Linked DNA regions of Rattus norvegicus: region 2 is linked to region 1. Evidence: chromatin contacts called from public Hi-C data. All regions are on one chromosome and are shown on one strand. Each heading gives the region's core, a stretch centred on a gene start, on an enhancer-like site or on the middle of the called end of the contact. The rest is flanking DNA. Distances are from core to core; before and after follow the strand shown.

Evidence for each region. Hi-C and Micro-C count contacts between places; a contact is called where the count stands out from the background.
Region 2: a Hi-C map of kidney shows a contact between it and region 1, with 7 times the contacts expected there. The contact joins the promoter of Trmt12 here to the enhancer-like site in region 1. A contact is called at or near these places in 11 of 12 Hi-C or Micro-C datasets (the A7r5 cell line, the Rat2 cell line, Schwann cells and 7 more).

Annotation. Positions count from the first base shown.
Region 1 is chr7:92,038,564-92,044,314 of GRCr8, forward strand. Fer1l6 (fer-1-like family member 6) reads left to right here. Exons shown (of 42, transcript XM_039080186.2): 21 at 3,512-3,636. Among named protein-coding and RNA genes, the nearest start is that of Fer1l6, 90 kb to the left of the region's middle. Within about 2 kb of position 3,603, at least 7 of the 93 cell types and tissues checked have an H3K27ac peak or open chromatin away from gene starts, as enhancers often do.
Region 2 is chr7:92,305,828-92,311,578 of GRCr8, forward strand. It overlaps Trmt12 (tRNA methyltransferase 12), which reads left to right and starts at 1,492. Exons shown (of 1, transcript NM_001122976.2): 1 at 1,492-3,118. The coding sequence starts at 1,570. The coding sequence ends at 2,883.

The DNA of each region.
Region 1 (5,751 bases), core at 2,353-4,852:
TATTCTAAGCAGACCCATAGTGAGAGAGAATGAGGCTCTTGGGATATGCACACAGTGGCTCAGCTCATAAAGTCTGCAGGACGTGTGTTATTTTGGGAGGGAATACATAGCACAAAGTGCCAGGCATTGGGCCGTATATGTTATACATCAGATCTCCTTCAACCCTGGGAATTCTTCAGCTCACAGAGGGGGAGAATACATTTTGGAGACACCCAGAAATCACACCAGATCCCTCATCTGCTGAAGGGTTGGGAAAACCAGCTCTAAATATTACTTTCTTATCTGCCTTCCATTAAACTACTTAGGGCTTTTTATCTTTGGGCAAATAACACCCATATCAAGTTGGCTCCCGTTTCTGTTCATAGAAACATCTACACAGATGCAAAGGCCCAGACATGCTCACTGTTTGGGCTACTAACAACCCAGAGGAGCCTTTCTGGGGCTCTGAGATGCTGTACAGCGTGCCATCTTCACGGTTACCTAATGACCTTCTGCTGAGCTCTGACATTGGTGGCGCTGGCTGCCTTCCACACCGACTGGTAAATTGTATGCTCCAGAGGAGATCCATTCAGCAAATAATTACCTTGCATCTATATATGGAAGGCAGGGCAGAAAACCTGGTAGGGGTGTAGAGGGAGCAAGAGGGGATCCTGGCTTCAAGTGGGGCATCCAGGTGTGGCTTTAATAACCACAGGGGGCAGGAGGTGGGGCCCCATGGCATGAGGAGTTAGGCTAGACTACTCTGAGGAGCAAAGATTCAAGGTTTCTAAAGAAACCTGAAATGTAGGCTAAGAAAATGGCACCCCCTAGAGTTGTGCAATATGCTGCTTACGTAGCTCCGGTTGGAAGGGTTGCTGCTAACGTCTCAGGATTAGTCATCTCAAGGCAGCTGGTGGGCATTCTCTTAAGGGATGAGACCATACCAAGTCGGACTGAGAAATCTGCTGAAGCCGGGAGTATGTGAAGTAACATATGGCTGTCTCCCAGCTGACTCCTGTCAGTGTGTCCCTGTAACGTCTGCTGAGCACTGCTGTGTTTACTGCTGTCATTTTAAGGGGCCTTCTCGTCCGCAGAGCTCAGCCTATCAACATCAGAGTTAATTGGTGTCTATGGAGACATGGAGGGCTTTAGAACTAAGCCTCCAAGAATCACTTTCTCCCATTCCGCTGACTTGCTTGGAGTTTGCAGAGCCTTGCACCGGAAGAACTGGCCTGGACTTAATTGGGCAATGTGCACAGCCCAGGACTCCTAATTGCCTGCAGGATTAGGTTGGGAATTGAAAAGGTTGCTCCATTCTTAAGCTCCATGCTGGTCCTCATGTAAGCCAGACAGTGGCATGGGGTATAGAGAGGGAGAAATGATCAGGTCTTATATCAGTCAACTAAGGAATTACCTTTGGCATCCTGCCTTCCCGGTCCCTCCACACCTTGTCTGTCAGAATTGTTTGACACCATCTATGTAGGGCAGCAGTCTTTCCCCTCCCTCATTTTTTTCTGTCTCCAGTGGGTGGTGATTTGGCCGTTCAAACTTTCACCTACAGGGGGCACTGTTGTCTGCTTGGCTCCAACCCTTACATCTCTTGTGTCCATTGAAAGCTTGACCTACAGTTTTATCCTCCTGACATCTTACTCTAATCATCTGTTCCCATGCATATGTGTGTGCACATTACACACACACACACACACACACACACACACACACACACACACACCGCTCTTTAAGAGTACCATGCGGCCTACCACACTTCCCAATGTGTCATGTACATTTCCAAGGTCTGAGGTCATGTGACTTCTACTGTGTATATCCCTTACTTCCACACAAAGTAGCCAACGATTTTTCTTCCAAATGACCAGACGTTACAGATTTTTTAAAAACTGACTAATCTTATACCCTTGCTGCAGCCACTTAAGGCTTGCATTCCTGCCTATCAAAAGCTACCACCTTGAAGGTCTCTGCTCAAAGGACAATACCATTGCCCTAGAATTAGCTCCCTTGTCCTTGAATGTGCGACTATGAACTGTTCTCTCATGTGTATATAATCTTACTTCACAGGAACCAACTGTTATGATCTCATGTTTTTCCGCTTTTCTCTTTCCAACTCTATATTAGATCCCTGAGATCCTGCTGTTTGGCTCTGTACACTTCTAACATGCTACTTCTAATTGCTTAAGCAAGCTGTCTGGCCGTCCTCCTATCCTGCTGTGATGATTCTGAGGTTGCGTCCAGCTGCTCCGTAGGCAACACTGCAACAATCAACAGGACCCTCCGCCCTTAGCCTCCTCTAATGGGGAGTCATTAGCCTTTATTTCACAGATGACTGTGCTCACGTTCCTGAGTGGACATGTGTGGCTTATGCCTAGAAGTTGCTGGGGAGGATTGATGGAGGTCAGCTGAGGGAATCCTCAGAGGGTGTTTGTGGTCTTCGTTTTAAGTAAGCAGACCTAATCGCAATAGGCACACAAGGTCCCTACACAGAAGTCCCCATGCCAACACAAAGACATGGATCATCCTAACACTGTCCCTTTCAGAGAGGTGGAAACGGGCAGGTAAACAGGCAAAGGGGGATGGGGGAATATGAAAACAGGATGTGAGCTTGAAGAGCCAGGGATGGGGAGGTCCCATGAATGTGAGCAGCTGAGCTGTCATTCTCCACTGAATGACAGCCTCTTCGAACCTGTCTCTCTCTGTGTTCCATCCCATCTAACACATGTCATTCTGCTCTTTGTCTCCCGTGCCCTTTGGCCAGATCCTCGAAATCATTCAGCCACACCCTCCTATCCCTGTGATCTGGCTTCTCATCTCATCTCCTGCCTTTTCTCAGGGGAGCTTCCAAGGACAGGAAGCTATCTTAGTCCCCTCACTATCGACAGTACCTAGGAGACCAAGACCAAAACTCTACATAGTCGGCACACAAAATATCATTGGCTAGCAAAGTAGAAGACGAATGGATAACTCACTGTGTCTACTGAGTTTATTGAAGTAAAAAGCTATTTGTAAAGCGGCCTTATACATTGGTGGATGAGCCTGTATATGCATGTGTGCTCACATACATGTGCACGTGTATGCACATACACACACACACACACTCTTAAATAAGACATTCCTAGGGAATCATGTTGCTTGTTTAAGCTTGCTAAAATATGACATTCTAGTGGGAGAAAGGTGGATTTTGGAGTTATGCAGAAGAAAAATCTGGGCTTTGCATACTTGGGAAATTATATCATCCATTTTTGGGTCATTTTCCTCATCTATAAATGGAGAGATAATTACATATTTCACATGGTTGCTGTGATGGTGATTAAGGAACTCCATGGGCAAAAACTCATGGAGGGGGGATGCTTTTAAAGTACTTGGCATTAGCGTCTCTCCCCTGTCTCCACATTTTCTGGCCACAGAGGAGGGCAGGGCTGGTATCACTGCTGTCTGTCTGGGGATACTGCCAGACACACATAAACACATACCACTCCTAAAAGCCTATTAACACTTGACCTTTCTGTAATTTCCCCCGCAGCCCAGCATGTCTTTCAGCTGAGAGCACACATGTACCAAGCCCGGGGCCTCATCGCAGCTGACAGCAATGGACTTTCAGATCCCTTTGCCAAAGTCACATTCCTATCCCAGTGCCAGACCACAAAGGTAACCAGAGAGCCGCGGCCTTCCCGCTACTGCTACAGCTGATGCTTGGCAGAGCCTGGGAAAGAAAGATGAGGGTCACACCATCCCATCCCGCCCCTTTCCCTCTGCACCTCCCAGTGCACAGTCCTGCAGACTCAGAAGCCAATCGGGGTCAAGAACAGGCTGTAGAGGCCTACTGGTTTCCTTGAGCTATTGGGCTGAAGCAGAGGGACAAGACTTAAAGCTAAGACAGGGGCCAACAAGACTGAGAAGAGGAACCTGGTGCACCCCAGGCACCTGCAGGGGTGCTGGGCACTGGGAGTACAGAGGGAATGAGAAATCAGAAGCCAGCTCAGACAGCATTCCTGAGACTTGAGTCTGCCATCACCTTAGCGGACCTGCTGAAGGAGAAGGCTCTAGCTTTCTGATCAGGAAGTTCTAACTCAGCACTTAGCAGCTAGGGTGCTTTTTACAGATGTGTCCCCTGGAGGACACCCCTTGGTGACAGGCGCTGTGTTACAGGAGATGAGCAGGTGGTTGTTTCCTTTTGCTTCCTCCCTGACTCCCACACCAAGCTCTACCCCAAAAAGGGTTCCCAGTCAGCACAAGTCCGCAGGAGATCTCTCTAATGGGTTAGACTCAAAAGCCTTACCTGTTCTTGAATTGTTTTTGGGGGAAGGGTAAGACCATGTAGAATTGGCCCTCACAGAGAGGTGGGAAACGAGATGCAAGGTCACTGTGCAGCTTGTCTATTCTGAAGCTGTGTGTCTCCCCGACAAATGGTTCACTGGACCCCAGTTCTGTCTTTATAAAACAGAGCTGTTGTGAAGAAGTGGAAAATTTGGTGCATAAATGACTGAAGAGTGGCTGCCATTACGCTGGCTGATATCAAGAGGGCACATTTTTCTCCAAGACCCCTAAGATCCATTCAGTTGATGGATTCAACTATATTTTGATTTAGCACACATAGACTGAGAGTGTAAAGGGAGCCAGCATGGCGTCCATTTAGCTAGTGCCTGCTGAGTGCTGGTTCTGCATGGGCTCTACGGTGGGGGTTGGGAGAGATCCTGCTCCTGCATAATGTGTGAGGCAGACATGCTTGTAGTCCTTCAGGCAGATAGGCTGGTTGTGCTGTGCCAAGCCCTATGTGCAGGGCTGAACAAAGGCCTACAGGAGCCACATGGAGAGATGGGCTCATCCTTCTCAGAGAGACTTTGGAGGAAAAGGGTCTCCATTCTCATTCATTGTCTAATTGGAACAGAAGGCAGGAGGCCTTCCTCTTTGCTGGTTTTTGAGAGGACACAAACAGTGGTGACTGTACACATGGACCCTGGAGAGGGTCCAGAAGAGAGCACTGCTGTAAGTGCTTGCCACACAAGCGTGAGGATCTGAGTTTATCGATGGAGCCCAGGTAGAAAGCCAGGCTGGTGGTGAGCACTTCGATCCTAGCACTGGGGGTTTTGATGGAGATGGCCAGGTTGCTGGGCCTCACTGCTCAGAAAACTCCTATCTTAGTGAAAGAGCTTGTCACAAACAACAAGATAGATGGCTTCATAGGAATGATACAAGAGGTTGCCTTCTAGCCTCCACATACATGTACATGCATGTGCACCTATACACACGTGCACCCCTTACAAACATCCATATATGTACCCCTATGAACATGTACACACATGCACACACCTTCAAACATGTACACAGACATACTCATGTGCCCTTGGCAAACATGTGCATGCACACATACACACACACACACACACACACACACACACACACACACACACACACCCCAAAACAATGCATAACTGTGGAATTATGTTTCCCTGGTCCAAATCCAAGATCATTTATCTTTAGATCTCACTTTCTTCACCTGTGATGGGCATGAAAGCAACACATACATCTCCCTCATGAAGCATGAAATGCCAATGGCTTAAAACAGCTTCTACCTGATGGCCGCTACAGAGCCATCATCCCCAGATAAGAGTAGGCTCAGAAGGTGAACCCAAGAACCATCCATGTGCCTCAATCATGCAATTCCAGAGCCTCTGGAGTGACCCTGGAGACGTCTGAGTGAGCATGGGACAGCCACATAGCTATCCTGCTGGTTTTCATCTCCACACATCTTGGTTTAATTTA
Region 2 (5,751 bases), core at 242-2,741, 270 kb after region 1:
TGAATAGAGAGTGTGGTCTGGGTAAGGAAGACTCTAGAGTATTGTGTTTGGAGGGCTTATAGGGATATGTATTGCCAGGGATTGATCCCAGAGTCTGTGCATACTAGACAAGCACTCTACCACCCGGGAGCTGTTTTACTTGAGCATGAGCTGAAAAGATTTCTGCTAGCAGATAGAACGTTCCACACAGCAAGAGTGGAGCAGACACTCCGGTCAAATGCACATAGAACGCTCTCCAGAACAGACCTTATTCGAACCTATGAGAAAAGCTCCAATAAGTCTAAAGGAGCCTAAGTCATAAAAAAAAAAAAGAAAAAAAAAAGCTCTATGGCAATGATAGAGTAAATCGTTGAAATAAATAAAAACAAGAATTTGAAAAACTTTAAGTATATGGAAATAAAGCAATGCGGTCTTAAACAATCATTTGCATAAAAAGATTTCCACTCCTGCCCTAAACAGAAGTTTTCTAGTATTTGATAGAAAAGTCTCACATTCATATTTCTTTCAGAAGGAGCCAAGTAAATGTGCTATGGCTATACCTCATGAGTATTCATTTCCCTGTTTATATTTACAGAACTATTAATATTTAAAAGGACAAGGATGGCCTGGCAAGATGGCTCCACAAGTAAAGGAGTTTGCAGCCAAATCTGACACCCTGAGTTTCTCCCTCAGAGCTCACAAGGTATAAATAGAGGAGAGAGGCTGCAAATTGTCTTCTGACCATCACACCTGCACTATGGCATGAATGCCCTCTCCCCTAAATGATAAATGATTTTGACAAAAGACAAGGAGTTCAGCAATTGTGAGCATTTGGTGATTTTGCAAAAGACCTGGGTTTGGTTCTCTCCTTCCATGTGTGGTCTGGGAATCCTGGTTGTCAGGCTTGGTGGCAAATACTCCCTTACCTTCCAGGCCATCTCTCATTAGAATAGCAATTCTCTCAAAATGATTCGGGTGATCAACATTTTCTAGATGAAGATTTCCATTTTTGAGAGTTGACAGAATTTACTCTATTCACATGCTTCTTTATTTTAAAACATATTTCCCTTGGATAACGAGGCAGCCGTGATGAAAATCTTTGCAAGAAACGGAAATAAGGAAGCTGTATAATATTCCACTTCCACAATAAAGTGGCCCTTGGTACTAATTTATAAGCAACACTAGATTTTTGGAATCCTTTCTGTAAATTCAATCCATTTCTACTTCACTTTTTAAAAAATATACGAGCATCACTAAAGAGAGGGTATAAAGTTTCCAGAGGATATCGACTCATTTCATGACTTTCCGTTCCTAGAATTACTAATTTTTCCTAAGGGAAAGCAAGTACAAGCTGACCATAACCATAACAAACATGGCGGCCACGGCTTCACAGAGCAACCTACACCCGAAATGCTATTCACTGATCGCAGTAATACATCTGGATCTGACCCGTTTGTTTGGCGTCACTTCCGGTGCGCCGTAGCGGATAGGGATTAGCTCTTCCGATTGTAGCGGCGGACTTGTCAAGAGAGACCAGCCTCACAGGAGAATCTCGCTGATGGACTCCGAAGGGATGCAAACGCTAGCGACATGGAGAGAGAATGTGAGAAGTCTGTAGTTGTCGCAGTTGTGACTGAGCCTCGGTTTACCCAGAGATACAGAGACTATCTCGAGAAGCAGAAACTCTTGGATAGACAGTACCGTGTGGAAAAGTTGCGGGATGGCACGGTGGCGCTACCGGTGCTGGCAGAAACCCTGTCTGAACATCATCTGCAGGAGCTGAAGAATCGCGTGGCCCCCGGCAGCACCTGTAAGCTGACGCAGCTCCTGGATCCTCTTCCTTCTAAAAAGGCCCGGGTTTGTTCACCTGCCCAAAGACTGTGTCTTGAGGTGAGGCGTTGGGTAGAGGACCGCGGAGTGACGTGGTCCACTGAATTGGAGGCAGATTTGCCCCGGTCTTGGCAACGGCATGGTGACCTAATGCTGCTTAGTGAAGACTGTTTCCAAGCCACGCAGTGGAAAAGGCTGGAACCAGAACTCTGGGAGACTGTTGCCTCAGCCCTTGGAGTTCAGCGTTTGGCAAAACGAGGGCGGGTGCTACCTGATGGTACTCGAACTCCGACAGTGACTCTGCTGCTCGGTGACCATGGCTGGGTAGAGCATGTAGATAATGGCATCCGGTATAAGTTTGATGTGACACAGTGCATGTTCTCCTTCGGAAACATCACTGAGAAACTTCGAGTGGCCTCACTCTCCTGTGCTGGAGAAGTGCTGGTGGATCTCTATGCAGGGATTGGTTATTTTACGTTGCCCTTCCTAGTTCATGCTGGCGCCGCTTTCGTCCATGCTTGTGAATGGAATCCTCATGCAGTAGTTGCTCTAAGAAAGAATTTGGAGATCAATGGAGTGGCAGACCGGTGCCAAATACATTTTGGGGACAACAGGAAACTGAAACTCTCAAACACTGCAGATAGGGTGAACCTGGGGCTCATTCCCAGTTCTGAAGAAGGCTGGCCCATTGCCTGCCAAGTGCTGCGAAAGGATGTTGGGGGTATTCTGCATATCCACCAAAATGTGGAATCTTTCTCGGGAAAGAATCCACAGCCACCTGGAAGCAGTAACATGGAAAAGAAGCATTGGCCTCATCCCCAGAAAATTACCACTGATAAACAGGGAAATAGAACTACTGGAAGTTGCATGGGGGAAATGTCATCAGCCAGCAAACCAGAGTGGCAAAGATGGGCAGAATCTGCAGAAAGTCAGATCGCCTCTCTTCTTCATCAAGTACATGGGAAACCATGGAGGACACGAATCCTACATGTCCACCCAGTGAAATCTTACGCCCCCCACGTGGATCACATAGTCCTAGATCTGGAATGCCGCCCCTGCCCTCTAGTTGGCTAGAAGGGTAGATTTAGTGACACAATAGAGCCAGATAATGGCACTTAGTGCTTCAGTTAGGGCTGCATTCTCACCCTTCTGTTTTCTGGTGACCTTTAAAGGTGATTTATGGTCTGAAAATGAACTCCAGACTGATCCAAAGAATTTTGTGTTCTATTGATCACATTGAGAATGTATTAAAGTATCAGAGGAAAACACTATGACTCATTAAAATAAGATTCATCTGTACAGACATGAATTCTGCATTTTGCCTTAGTTTCAGTGAATATATGGTCTTAATATTCATTTGGTCTTGGATTTATTTGCATATAGAGTTTCCTTGAATTAGGTTGTGTGGCTTTTTTCTAATAAGTCAAACAGACATTACAGTGAAATACAGTATTGGTCCCATCATGAGAAATCAACTGGAAAGACAAGATCAACATAGGGAGACCAGTGTCCATTTCTACAGATGTTTTGTAGTTGTACAAGTACAAAGTGACAGTGGTTTGCACTAAGGTGTCAGCAGTGGGGACTTGGAAAATAATAGGTTGGAAAAAAATCAGTGTGACCAAATTCTGAACTCTAAATGTGATGGTGCTTTGTTACTGAGACTAAATTACAGAGGAAGGGGACAATAAACGGACAAAATTCAAATCCATAGCATTCCTCAGTGGAGCGTCTGTGTGGGTATGGGAAGGTATTAAATATCAGATCTTTTTTACTTTATGTTAAAGAGGGTTAAGAAATACTTGTCTGTCCCAGTGCAATATCTCATGCCTGTAATCTCAGCACTTGGAAGGCTGAAGGCAGGATGATTGCTGTAAGTTCAAGGACAACCTGAGTCATGGTACAGAGAGTGAGACCTCATCTTAAAACCAAGAGTCACTTCTCGGAATTGTAGGAAATCTAAAGGTCTAGCCTTGGACTGTACTTTGGCTGTACCAAAGTCCTAAGATTTTTATAGACCTTAAACTTTAGATTTCTCTTCTCCTGGTGAAGAAGCTATAGGAAGACCTTGGCTTTTGTCATATGGTGTGAACAGGCAGATGGTGTCAGGTACAGCTGGTGGAATGCAGCTCACTAAGAGTTGTTCAATCCCTGAGTCCCATGAAGACCGGTTACATGAAATTAAGACAACTGGATAGGCAAGTCACCGTTCCCACAGTATTCCTTGTACCTGTGCTGGTCAGGTAAGCTAGTGTTGGCACAGACACATAGCGGGCATTCCAAGGATGCTGTCGAGTTTTTACCCTGGAGATGTAGCATCAGGTATGTATGCTAAAATGGGATTACAGGACTTTTTTTTTTTCTTTTTCTTTTTTTTTCAGAGCTGGGGACCGAACCCAGGGCCTTGCGCTTGCTAGGCAAGCGCTCTACCACTGAGCTAAATCCCCAACCCCTACAGGACTTTTTATTGAGGAAATTTTTGATCAGCAACACTAGACCTGAAAAGTCTTTTTCATTAAAAAAATAAAACACACACACACACACACACACACACACACACACACACACACACAGAGCTAATAGCTGAGGGTCACATAGAACTCTGTTGTGATGTACTTGAAGCCCTGTGAGCTGGTCTGCTTGATGAAAGGAGACAGACAACAGGGGTTGGGGATTTAGCTCAGCGGTAGAGCGCTTGCCTAGCGAGCGCAAGGCCCTGGGTTCGGTCCCCAGCCCCGAAAAAAAGAAAAAAGAAAAAGAAGAAAAAAGGAAAAAAAAAAAGGAGACAGACAACAAACAGGGTGTCTTTACTTCCTTGTCTTCTGTATAACCCGGGCTTAAATACATTGTGCATGCCTGCTATTCTTACTTGCAGCAGTAGCAATAAGGACTGTGTTGGTGCCTTTCCCATTAAGCACAAATGTTCAATCGGTACAGAAAATAAAGGTCCATTAGGTTATAAAAAAAAAAAGTCCTCTCACCAAGGAGCAGAACTTGGTGGCAGAAATTACACAAGTCCTCAGTGCTGGAGTGGAGTAGCTGCCACACGATAACTTGCTGGACAGGTGCAAACCGGGGAAGAATAGGAACGCTATGTGGAACTGCTACTTGAATTGGTTGGGTGAGATTTTGCTGGGTGGGCAAGGAGGCACAGCTAGGTCCCAGAGTTTTGGTACCCAGAAGTGAGCCATTGTGATTTGCTTGTAACAGAACATGGTGATGTGCATGTTCGAGATAAGACTGTTGTGAGCAGTGTCTTGTACACACAGCAAGCTCCCAAGGAAATGCTATCCTATGACCCCACTGCAGACACCTGCATGTAACATTCCTTTTTCAGAGAGACCTGAATTGGCGTACTTCCTCCTCATTGGCCGGATTCCTTTGAACTCCTGTGCCAGCAGCTTGCTGTATTGGAACTAAACCAACCTGGGGCTTGAGTACAAGGGAAGTGAGACAGAGCACCACTTGGGGACTAAGGGATTGCCTTTTGTCATATGCTATGGCCAGGCAGTTGGTGTCAGGTGAAGCTGGTGGAATTCATTTCACTAAACATTGTTCAATCCCTGAGTCCCAGGTGGCCTGGGTTACATAACAAGACAGGAAGGGAAATAAAGACAGTCAGAAAGGCAAAGCACTGGTTTCCGGTTATCTGAGAACAAAGTGATCAAAGACAGGCTCGAAACCCCTGACTGGGAGTAAAGTTTTCTACAACAGTCAGGCAAGCTAGTGTCAGCACCAAGACAGAACAGGTATTCCCAGGAGGCTGTTGAGTTTTTACTCTGGAGATGTACTATCCAGGTATGCCAAGATGAGATTACAGTACTTCTTAAGGAGATCCTTGATCAGCAACACTAGCCCTGAAAAGTGTTTCTAATCTTTGTCATTAAAAAAAAAAATCTGCAACTCCCAACCCCCGACCCTGGCTACCGGATCTGTTTATGC